Regions from separate parts of the Oryctolagus cuniculus genome. Here region 1 is linked to region 2. Evidence: chromatin contacts called from public Micro-C data. All regions are on one chromosome and are shown on one strand. Each heading gives the region's core, a stretch centred on a gene start, on an enhancer-like site or on the middle of the called end of the contact. The rest is flanking DNA. Distances are from core to core; before and after follow the strand shown. Region 1 holds the start of CYP1B1 (cytochrome P450 family 1 subfamily B member 1). Region 2 has its middle 100 kb from the start of CYP1B1.

The links. A called contact is a pair of places that touch in the nucleus more often than the background predicts.
Region 1: a contact with region 2 is called in a Micro-C map of ear pinna, with 2.3 times the contacts expected there. The contact joins the promoter of CYP1B1 here to the enhancer-like site in region 2. A contact is called at or near these places in 2 of 6 Hi-C or Micro-C datasets (ear pinna and psoas muscle).

What each region holds. Positions count from the first base shown.
Region 1 is chr2:164,713,823-164,718,294 of mOryCun1.1, reverse strand. CYP1B1 (cytochrome P450 family 1 subfamily B member 1) reads right to left here and starts at 2,484. Exons shown (of 3, transcript XM_002709757.5): 1 at 2,099-2,484; 2 at 667-1,707. The coding sequence starts at 1,706.
Region 2 is chr2:164,611,890-164,616,345 of mOryCun1.1, reverse strand. No RefSeq gene overlaps it. Among named protein-coding and RNA genes, the nearest start is that of CYP1B1, 100 kb to the left of the region's middle. Within about 2 kb of position 2,270, at least 1 of the 8 cell types and tissues checked has an H3K27ac peak or open chromatin away from gene starts, as enhancers often do. A contact at or near this core is called in ear pinna, where this site is marked.

The sequences.
Region 1 (4,472 bases), core at 1,235-3,734, 100 kb before region 2:
CGCAGGAGCCCTCTGGACACCCCGCGTTCTTTCTCGACGCTGCTCTGCTCTCGGCGAAAGTGTCTGTTTCTCCTGCGGTCACTGCCGGCTGCTTCCTGGCCGCCTTCCGACAGCTCCAGCGCCGGGTACCCGCCCGCGGGCGGGCCTTTCCCTTACCCGGGAACAAAGTCCCGAGCCGCCGCTCGCTCTAAAGCGCGGAGGGCTGGGCGGCCTCCGCTGCGCGCCAAGGACTACGCGAGCCGATTAGGCTACTGCTGTGTTTATTTAACATTTTTACTGCGCTTCCCTGTCCTTCGGAACTGTTCCAGCTTTGCTATTATTGCGCCAGGGAAAGACAGCTATCTACCGGCCCTCTAAATACGTTGCTGTTCCGGGGGGTTGGGGGCGGGCGTTCTCTCAAATGTGTTCCTACTCACAAGAGGGAGACGTAAGCCAGGTGGGACAAGATCAGAGATGGGGAGGGCCAGGCCGCGCGGGGAGGGGTGCGCGCCTGTGCGCGCGCCTGTCCGGGCCCGCACTGTGCGCTCCTGGGCACGCAATCAGGGTTGCCCGGCAGGGACCCGGAGCGAAGGTCTAAACCCTAGCGCCCTACGCATTTTCAAGCCCCAATCAGTCAATTTCGGAGGACAAATGGAAGGCCCGACCCATGCCTCCTGGAGGCTTTACCTGGTGAGGATGAGGAGCAGCCACTGGAGCGCGGTGGAGAGCGTGTCCTGGCTGGCGCCGAAGATGTCCGTGACCGTGGCGGGCACGCTCTCCAAGTCGAGCCGCGCGCCCCCTTCGCCTGAGTCCCCCGCAGCTTTTCCCGCCGAGAGGATGAAGGCATCCATCATGTCGCGCGGGGCGGCGCCGGGCCGGAGGCTTTCGCGGTGCCGCAGGAACTTGTCGAGGATGAAGTTGCTGAAGTTGCGGTTGACCCGCTCGAACTGGCGGAAGGTGGTGCGCAGCGGGTTGGGGAAGCGCTGCAGCCAGGGCAGCACGTCCACCAGGCTGCCCGCGCCCACCGTGCGCCCGAACTCCTCGTTGTGGCTGAGCAGCTCCAGGAACTCGGCGTCGTCGTGGCTGTAGCGGCAGCCGAAGCACACGGCGCTCATGACGTTGGCCACGGCCACGATGGTCGGCTGCCTCGGGTCGAGGAAGGCGCCGCCCGCGCTGCCGCGCACCAGCAGCGCCACCAACTCGCGCGCCTCGCCCAGCACGTGGCCCTCGAGGATGCTGCGGCTGCGCGGCTGGCGGGTGGAGAAGGCACGCATGGTGCCGTGCGCCGCCCGCCGCTGCACCTTCCAGTGCTCCGAGTAGTGGCCGAAGGCCAGGCTGCGGCCGCCGGACACCACGCGGAAGGAAGCGAAGGGCGGCCGGTCGGCGAAGGTGGCGCCCTGCTGCACCAAGGCCTGGTGGATGGCGCGCTCGCCGTTCAGCACCACCACCGGGCAGCTGCCCAGGCGGATCTGGAAGACGTCGCCGTAGCGCCGGGCCAAGCGCGCGAAGGAGAGGTGCGCCGCCCGGCCCACCGCCGCCGCGTTTCCGATCAGGGGCCACTGGAAGGGGCCGGGGGGCGCCGACAGGGGCTGTCGCCGTCGCTGCCTCAGCAGCCACTGGCCCACGTGCACGGCGGCCAGCACCGACAAGACTAACAGGAGCATGGTCTGCTGGGAGGACAGCGAGTTCAGCAGCCGAGGCGCGTCCGGGCTGAGGCTGGTGACCATGCTGGGGACACAAAGACGAAGAGGTGACACTCAGGTGTGCAGAGAAAGGCCCCAGCCCCTTCCGCAGCCTCCGCTACTGTGCGTCCCCGGGTGGAAAGGAGAGCTGCGCAGGGCAGGGCTCTCTAAAGGGGTGACAGAAGCCGCCCTTTCCCATCTCCAGTCTCCCAAGGGGATGGGAAGGAGCGTGTTTTGGCCACTCCGCGACCCAGCTCCAGCCCCCCCTCCTACCTCCACCCCACCCGCCTCCTAACGGTTCCTGCGATTCAGGGACAACGCCAGAGGCCTTGAGGCGGTAGCGCTGGGTGTCTTTCAAAGTGCCTACCGCCCCACCTGTGACCTGCAAGAACCCATCTGCGGAGGCCGTGGGAAGGCGGTTCCGCGGACAGACTGACCTGCGGGAAGGTGCGGTTTCCTGCGGCGCGGGACAGCCGGCTCCGAGAAAGGGCTGGGACCTTTGCCGAGGGCAAGACGTCCACCCGAGAGTCTCCAGGAACCCTGGAGGCCAGCCCTGGACACCTGCTGCCCGCTCCGGGAGCCTTAACACCCACTCTGGAGTCGGCAGAGGCAAGAACGCTTGGCTAGGGATGGGGACGGAAAAAGGTGCCTCCTTTGCAGAGTCCCTCTGCACCTGGGGCTCGGGCAACGTCGGGCTTTCCTCAGAGCGTTGGGATTGAGACTGGGGGTCGATGAGTGGAGTCAGTTCCCAGCGCTCTCATCCGCTGCGCGGCTCCCACAGCTGGTGTCGCGGGGGTGTTTGCGCGCGCTCCGGAGACTCGGCACGCGCCATCCGCTGCTCCGGGCTTTAAGGACTGCACGGAGGAGGAGGAAGCAGGACCTGGCCGGGGCGGGGCCAGCGGGGGGCGGGCCGCGCTGCCAAAGTCCCCGCCGCTGCGACTCCGACTCCGGTGGTCCCACGAGGCGCCCCCGAAGACCTTGGCGCCGTAGCTGGCGGCTTTCCTGGAAGCGGCGGTGTGAACTCTTCGCTGGGCCAACAATGACTCTTAATCAGTCCTCCCCCACCCCCCCCGGCCCCGAGGCCCCACGTTTTGCCCCAGAGCCCCGCTGGGGACAGAAGCTGGCCCTGCAGCGGCGCTCGGGGTGGGAATCGGCCCCCGCGCCGCCGCCCACTATCTCCCTTCCCTCCCAGAGACTTGAGCTTCGTTGCCCGCGAGAAAGCGGCGCACGTTGCTTGGGCTCCCGAGCCGGGAACGGAAACCTGCGGTGTGCAAATGAGGAAAGCTTGCGTGGTGGTGATGGTGCCTAGCCGCGCAGAGCCCCTTTTTATTTTACTTTATTTAGGTTTTCGCAAACAAATCGGCACCCCTACTCGTGGCCCTGTGACTTGCAAGGTTCTCTCTGCACCTCTGGCAACGAGATCAGGACTCCCCTAAAGTAGAGCCGCTTCCCGCCCCGGGGCCAGCACCCTCCCGGCGCGAGCGGGTCCTGACGTTTCCCGCCCGCGGGGCTGCGACTCCAGATGGCGCCGCCCGCCGCGAGGCTGTCGGCGCAGGGCGGGGAGCCAAACTGGGGCGAATAGGAGAATGAGGGTGAGGGGACGGGAGGGAGGGCGGCGGGTGGGAGGCGGAGGCCAGCCTCCGTGCGCCTGCGAACTTGATCGGGTTGAAAAGTTTCCCCTGCTGTCACCTCCCCTTTGCGTGCGGAGCTGTGCCTTGCGTGCGCCGCTTCTGGGAAGTCGGCAGCAGTCATATCCCTGGGCGCTTCTCACGGCACCTGACACGCCGAGGCGGCGACTGGGACGGCGGCCGAGGGCGGGGTGCCGGCCGCCACCGCCCTAGTCGGCGCACGCACTGCCGCGCCCGGCCGGCCCGCGAAGCGAGCCCCCGGCTCCCACCAGCTGGCCGGGCGGGGAGCGCACGGTGCACCCTCCGCACGCAGGGCTCTCTCTGCGCGTTCGCGGAGTGCGTGCGCTCGGGGCGGGGCGCTTCCTTCCCAAAGGGACGCCAGGGGCGCTTGGCACACGGTTGTCTTCCTGCCCGCCGTGCCCTCTCTTTTCGGCTGGTGCTTAGCACCGCATTTGCAAGACCCCTGAAAAATCGGTGATCTCCGCGAGGCTGGGGGCAAGGGGGAGCAGGGAAAGAGGCGGGAGGCATTCGATTAGCCTGGTCGCAAGTGCTCGCACCTGCAGGCTTCTGGGGTCATCGAGGGTAAATGTAAAAGTTGCTTGTTAACGACGGAACAACCCTCTACTTTGAACTCCACCCGTGCTCCGAACCCAGGCCATTTATTATGGCCCCGTTTACAGCTAGGAAACCCGGGTTCAGAGAAGGTATGTGGCTGAGTCCTCGTCACGCAGCTCTCAAGAGGTGGAGCCAGAGCTCTCACGCTCGCTCGTTCGTGCCGGAGGAAATAAACAGCAGGTAGCCCAGCTGCAGCCTCCAAGCTATGCTTCTTGCGCTGGGCTTTTTGTTCCCAGACACGCCCGAAAATGAAGAGGAACCAGTTGGGCGCAGGCTGTCAGAAAGACAGGCCCTTGACGGTTACAGCAAGCCAAAACTGCGGGCCACCGGCACGTCTTCAGACCCCTGAGGCTTTTTCTGGGCTCTCTGGTGCGGACCTCGTTGGAGGGCCCATCAGGTACCTGATGAAGACTTTGGATAGATCCAAAGTCGCCCGCGTTGTAGTCCGGAGCCCCTGGAGGTGCAGCCTTCCGGAAGTGAGACTGCGCATCAGACCTCTTAATAGTTACAACTGCTCCACCAAAGCAGGGCTCCGAGACGCAGGAAGCTCCTTCCAGTAGCAAGATAG
Region 2 (4,456 bases), core at 1,021-3,520:
CGTTGCAGCCAATTGGGGAGTGAACCAGCAAATGGAAGACCTCTCTCTCTCTGCCTCTCCTTCTCTCTCTATGTAACTCTGACTTTCAAATAAAAAATGAATCTTTAAAAAAAAGTTGATTATGAAAAAACTGTGCATGGTTTTCAGAAACTTTTTGCACCACAATAAGCTTTTGTTCCAGCTTCCACACACTAATGAAGCACTCTCCGACACTATACTTTTCTATCATACTCCTCCTTCTTTTGGGTTCTAACTATATTCATCTGCACCTTTCTCCTGAAAGTATTCTTATGAGCTCATAGCTTTTCACAAACTCAATTTGTATCAATTAGCCACATTGGTCTTAGCATTTGATGTTCACATTTGCACAATGGGGCTCATGGAAGCTCCCAGAAGCACCACCTCTCGGCTTCTGGAAAGTTCTTTGTTTTCAGGCTACAGCAACAAGATGTCCCAAGCCCTCCTTTTTCCTGCCCGAACACTGGAATCCAACTAATGGCCCAGAAATTCTGATTGCTTTAAGAATAGTATCAGGAATTACAGCCTACACGTCTCACATTGTCGTGAAGCAGTGTTGCTCCTGCGGCCACTGCTGCTTGGGGACTGTTTTGTGACAGAGCCAGAAAAGGCGATACTTAGGGTAGGAATTCCTACTGATTTTCTTCATGTAAGCGTTCTTCAAAAAGTCTGTGGGAAAATGGACTTAGAAGATAAGGTTAAGGGGCAGGTGTCTGGCATAGCAATTGAGACAACTGCATACCCTCCCACAGCACTTGAGTTCAGTGCCCAGCTCTGGTGAGCAGTTCCAGCACTGGTGATGAGACCCTCGGAGGCAGCAAGAGACGGATCAAGGAGTTGGGTCCTTGCTGCCCACACGGAGGACCTGGACTCAGCTCCTGGATCCCTGCTTCCACCACGTGACTCAGCCCCAGCCCTTGCAGGTGTGTAGGGAATGAGTCAATGACTGGGAGTCTCTCTCTCTCTCTCTCACTCTCTCTCTTTCCTCTCTCTCTCTCAGGTAAATAAATAATGTTTTAAAGGTAAGGTTATTTTGATGTAAAAACATTTTTGAAACTCATGCACAGCTTTGTCATGATATGCATTTTCCACAGACTTTTTGAAGATGTCTCATATGTGCAGATTTCGAAATTTTTCTAAACCACAATAAACTTACGTTTTAATTCCACCCTCCGTGAGCATCTCTGGAGCACCCCCACCGAAGGCATTAGGTTGCTCTGCATAGTTGTAGTCAGGGTCTCTGGGAAAAAAATAGGCTGAGTGTTCCTGGAATTTCTGGGAGTAGGCAGTGTTCCCGTCACACAGCGAGCCAGAGGGCTGCAGAGACCCCGCTGCTAAGCACCCGACTGCACCGCCCTGCCCGGGGCCCTGGGCCCGGAGGACAGCAGGGGGCTCGCGGCTGGCTCCAGGGCAGTGCCTACAGCATTGCACTTCCTTCTCGGGATTAGCGCTTTGCATCTGCTTCTTTTCTCCTCCATGTTTGTTCTTTGCCCACCAGCAGCTCCCATACCCCCTGCAGGGTGCCAACCACCCGGTTACTCAGGACTGAGGGGCTTTCCCAGATTGGAGGATTTTCCATTTGCAAACTAGCACAGTCCCAAAGCCTACCAGCTTGAGACCGTGACCCGACCCCCTAGCCCCCACAGCCGCCCACGCACTGCCAGCGGTTTCATAGCCGAACAGAAGGAGGAGCTCACATCTTCACAACTTTGGCACCACGCAGAAAACAGACGCCCCGCACGTTGCTCCAGAGACTGCGGAACACCGACGAAAAATGCATTGCGATGCGCACAGAAATCCATCGCTGATTTCAAGAGCCACGCTGCCGTACAGACAAATTCTCCAACACACGCAGCCAAGGTAATTACATGCAAAGCTGGGAGAGGCCAAGCGGTCTAACCCAGTAAACAAACAGCTGTGAACAATTTGGTCGTTCAAAAAGCCCTGGCTTTCTGGCTGCAAAGCCTGGTTTTCCTTCCCTGTCTCTGAGAGCCCCGTGGAAGATCTGAAATTCCACCAGCAAATTCTGTGGGAGCAAGGAGAGGGAGATGCAGAGACCACAGCCCTTGGAGGGGGGCACACTCGGAAAGTGCACCTCGTATTAGTGATCAACAATTCAAGTGAAAGTGTCTGAGAGTAGTCCAGAACGTTCATGGAAAAGTGGAAATGAAAAAGCTACGTTTAGCTGAAGGCAAGGTGCTACAGCAAGCTAAGCTACCCCGTGGGGTGTCTGTGTCCCGCATCAGAGTGTCCTGGATGGGGTCCTGCCTTGGCTTCCAACCCAGCTGCCTGCATGGCCTCCCTGCGAGGCAGCAGATCACAGCTCAAGTGCTTCAGTTCTGACACCTACGGGTGAGACCCAGTGGAATTGCAGACCCCTAACTTTGACCTGTCTCGGTTGTTGTAGGCATTTGGAGAGCAAAGCAGCAGATGAAGGTTCTCTCTCTCTCTCTCTCTGCCTTTCAAATAAATTTAAATAAATAAACAAACAAAATAAATAAATGGTTTTTCTTTAAAAGATAAGTTTATTTGGGTATAAAAAATTTTTTGAAATCCATACATCCAGGAGATCTTGCAAAAGTTCATGGAAAAGTCAAGGTGGCATGTGCCAATGCCATCTCACTACTCCAAGTGATCAATTTCAGTTCACAATTGATCATAATGAAAGGACTAAGAGTCAAAGGGAGCACATAAACAAGTCTAGTATCTGCTAACACCAACCGATAGAATAAATAAAGGGGAGAGTGATCCAACATGGGAAGTGAGATACTCAGCAGACTCATAGAATGGCGGATGTCCTAAATAGCACTCTGGCCTCAGAATCAGCCCTAAAGGCACTCGGATCTGGCTGAAAAGCCCATGAGAGTATTTCAGGCATGGAAAGCCAAGACACTCTGGCAAAAAGATCTCTGTGAGTGAGATCCCAGTGGAAAGAACAGGTCTTCAAAGAGGGAGGTGCCTTTCTCTGAAGGGAGGAGAGAACCTCCACTTTGACTATGACCGTGTCTAAACAAGATAAGAGTCGGAGAACTCAAGGGGCTTCCATAGCCTTGGAAACTCATAACTGGTGCATAGGGAGATTACTGATGCCATAAACAGGAGTGTCAATTGGTAAAGTCAACAACAGGAGTCACTGTGCACTTACTCCTCATGTAGGATCTCGGTCCTTAACGTGCTGTACACTGAGGCTTAATGCTATAACGAGTACTCAAACAGTATATTTCACTTTGTGTTTCTATGGGGGTGCAAACGACTGAAATCTTTACTTAATGTACACTAAACTGATCTTCTGTAAAAAAAAAAAAAAAAAAAAAAAAAAAAAAGAAAGAAATTTTCAATTCCCAACTTGACTCTCACTGGGATTAAACATGACAATAGGTCTGATCTGATTTCATCATCATTTTAAAAAAATCATCTATTATTTTTCACTTTATGTTTCTGTGTGGGAGCAAACTGTTGAAATACTTACTTAAGGTATACTAAGCTGATCTTCTGTATATTAAGATAATCGAAAATGAATCTTGATGTGAATGGAAGGGGAGAGGGAGTGGGAAAGGGGAGGGTTGTTGGTGGGAGGGACGGTATGGGGGGGGAAGCCATTGTAACCCATGAGTCGTACTTTGGAAATTTATATTCATTAAATAAAAGATAAAAAAAGCCGGCGCCGTGGCTCAATAGGCTAATCCTCCACCTTGCGGCGCCGGCACACCGGGTTCTAGTCCCGGTTGGGGCGCCGGATTCTGTCCCGGTTGCCCCTCTTCCAGGCCAGCTCTCTGCTATGGCCAGGGAGTGCAGTGGAGGATGGCCCAAGTGCTTGGGCCCTGCACCCCATGGGAGACCAGGAAAAGCACCTGGCTCCTGGCTCCTGCCAGGATCAGCGCGGTGCGCCGGCTGCAGCGGCGGCCATTGGAGGGTGAACCAGCGGCAAAAGGAAGACCTTTCTCTCTCTGTCTCTCTCTCTGTCCACTCTGCCTGTCAAAAAAAAAAAAAAAAAAAAAAAAAAAAAAAAAAAAAAGTTCATGGAAAAGATGTGTTATAGAAAAACTACGTGTGGGTTTGCTTTTTTTTTTTTTTTTTTTGGCACCAGAATAAACTTGTCATTTAATTCCATTTTTCCGGGAACTTTTTGGAGTAGTGTCTACTCACAGGCACCCTTGTGAATGGTGCTTTCACAACTATTCTGTTCAGAGCCTTGGCCACTCACATGCTGAGTGAATTTGTGACTCAGGCAGGTCCCAAGGGCTCAGAAGGCACTTCCTTGGGCCTTGAATGAAACTAGCAAGCCAGAGTCCCACCCGCTCCCAACCCTAGGGAATCTGATCCAACATCCACCTACAGATGAGTAAAGTGAGGCCTGGAGTAGCTGGACACTGGGAAAGCTGGGACCTAGAACCCTAATTCCCTGACTCTTTTCACCGACCGAACTCCACTGTCTTCC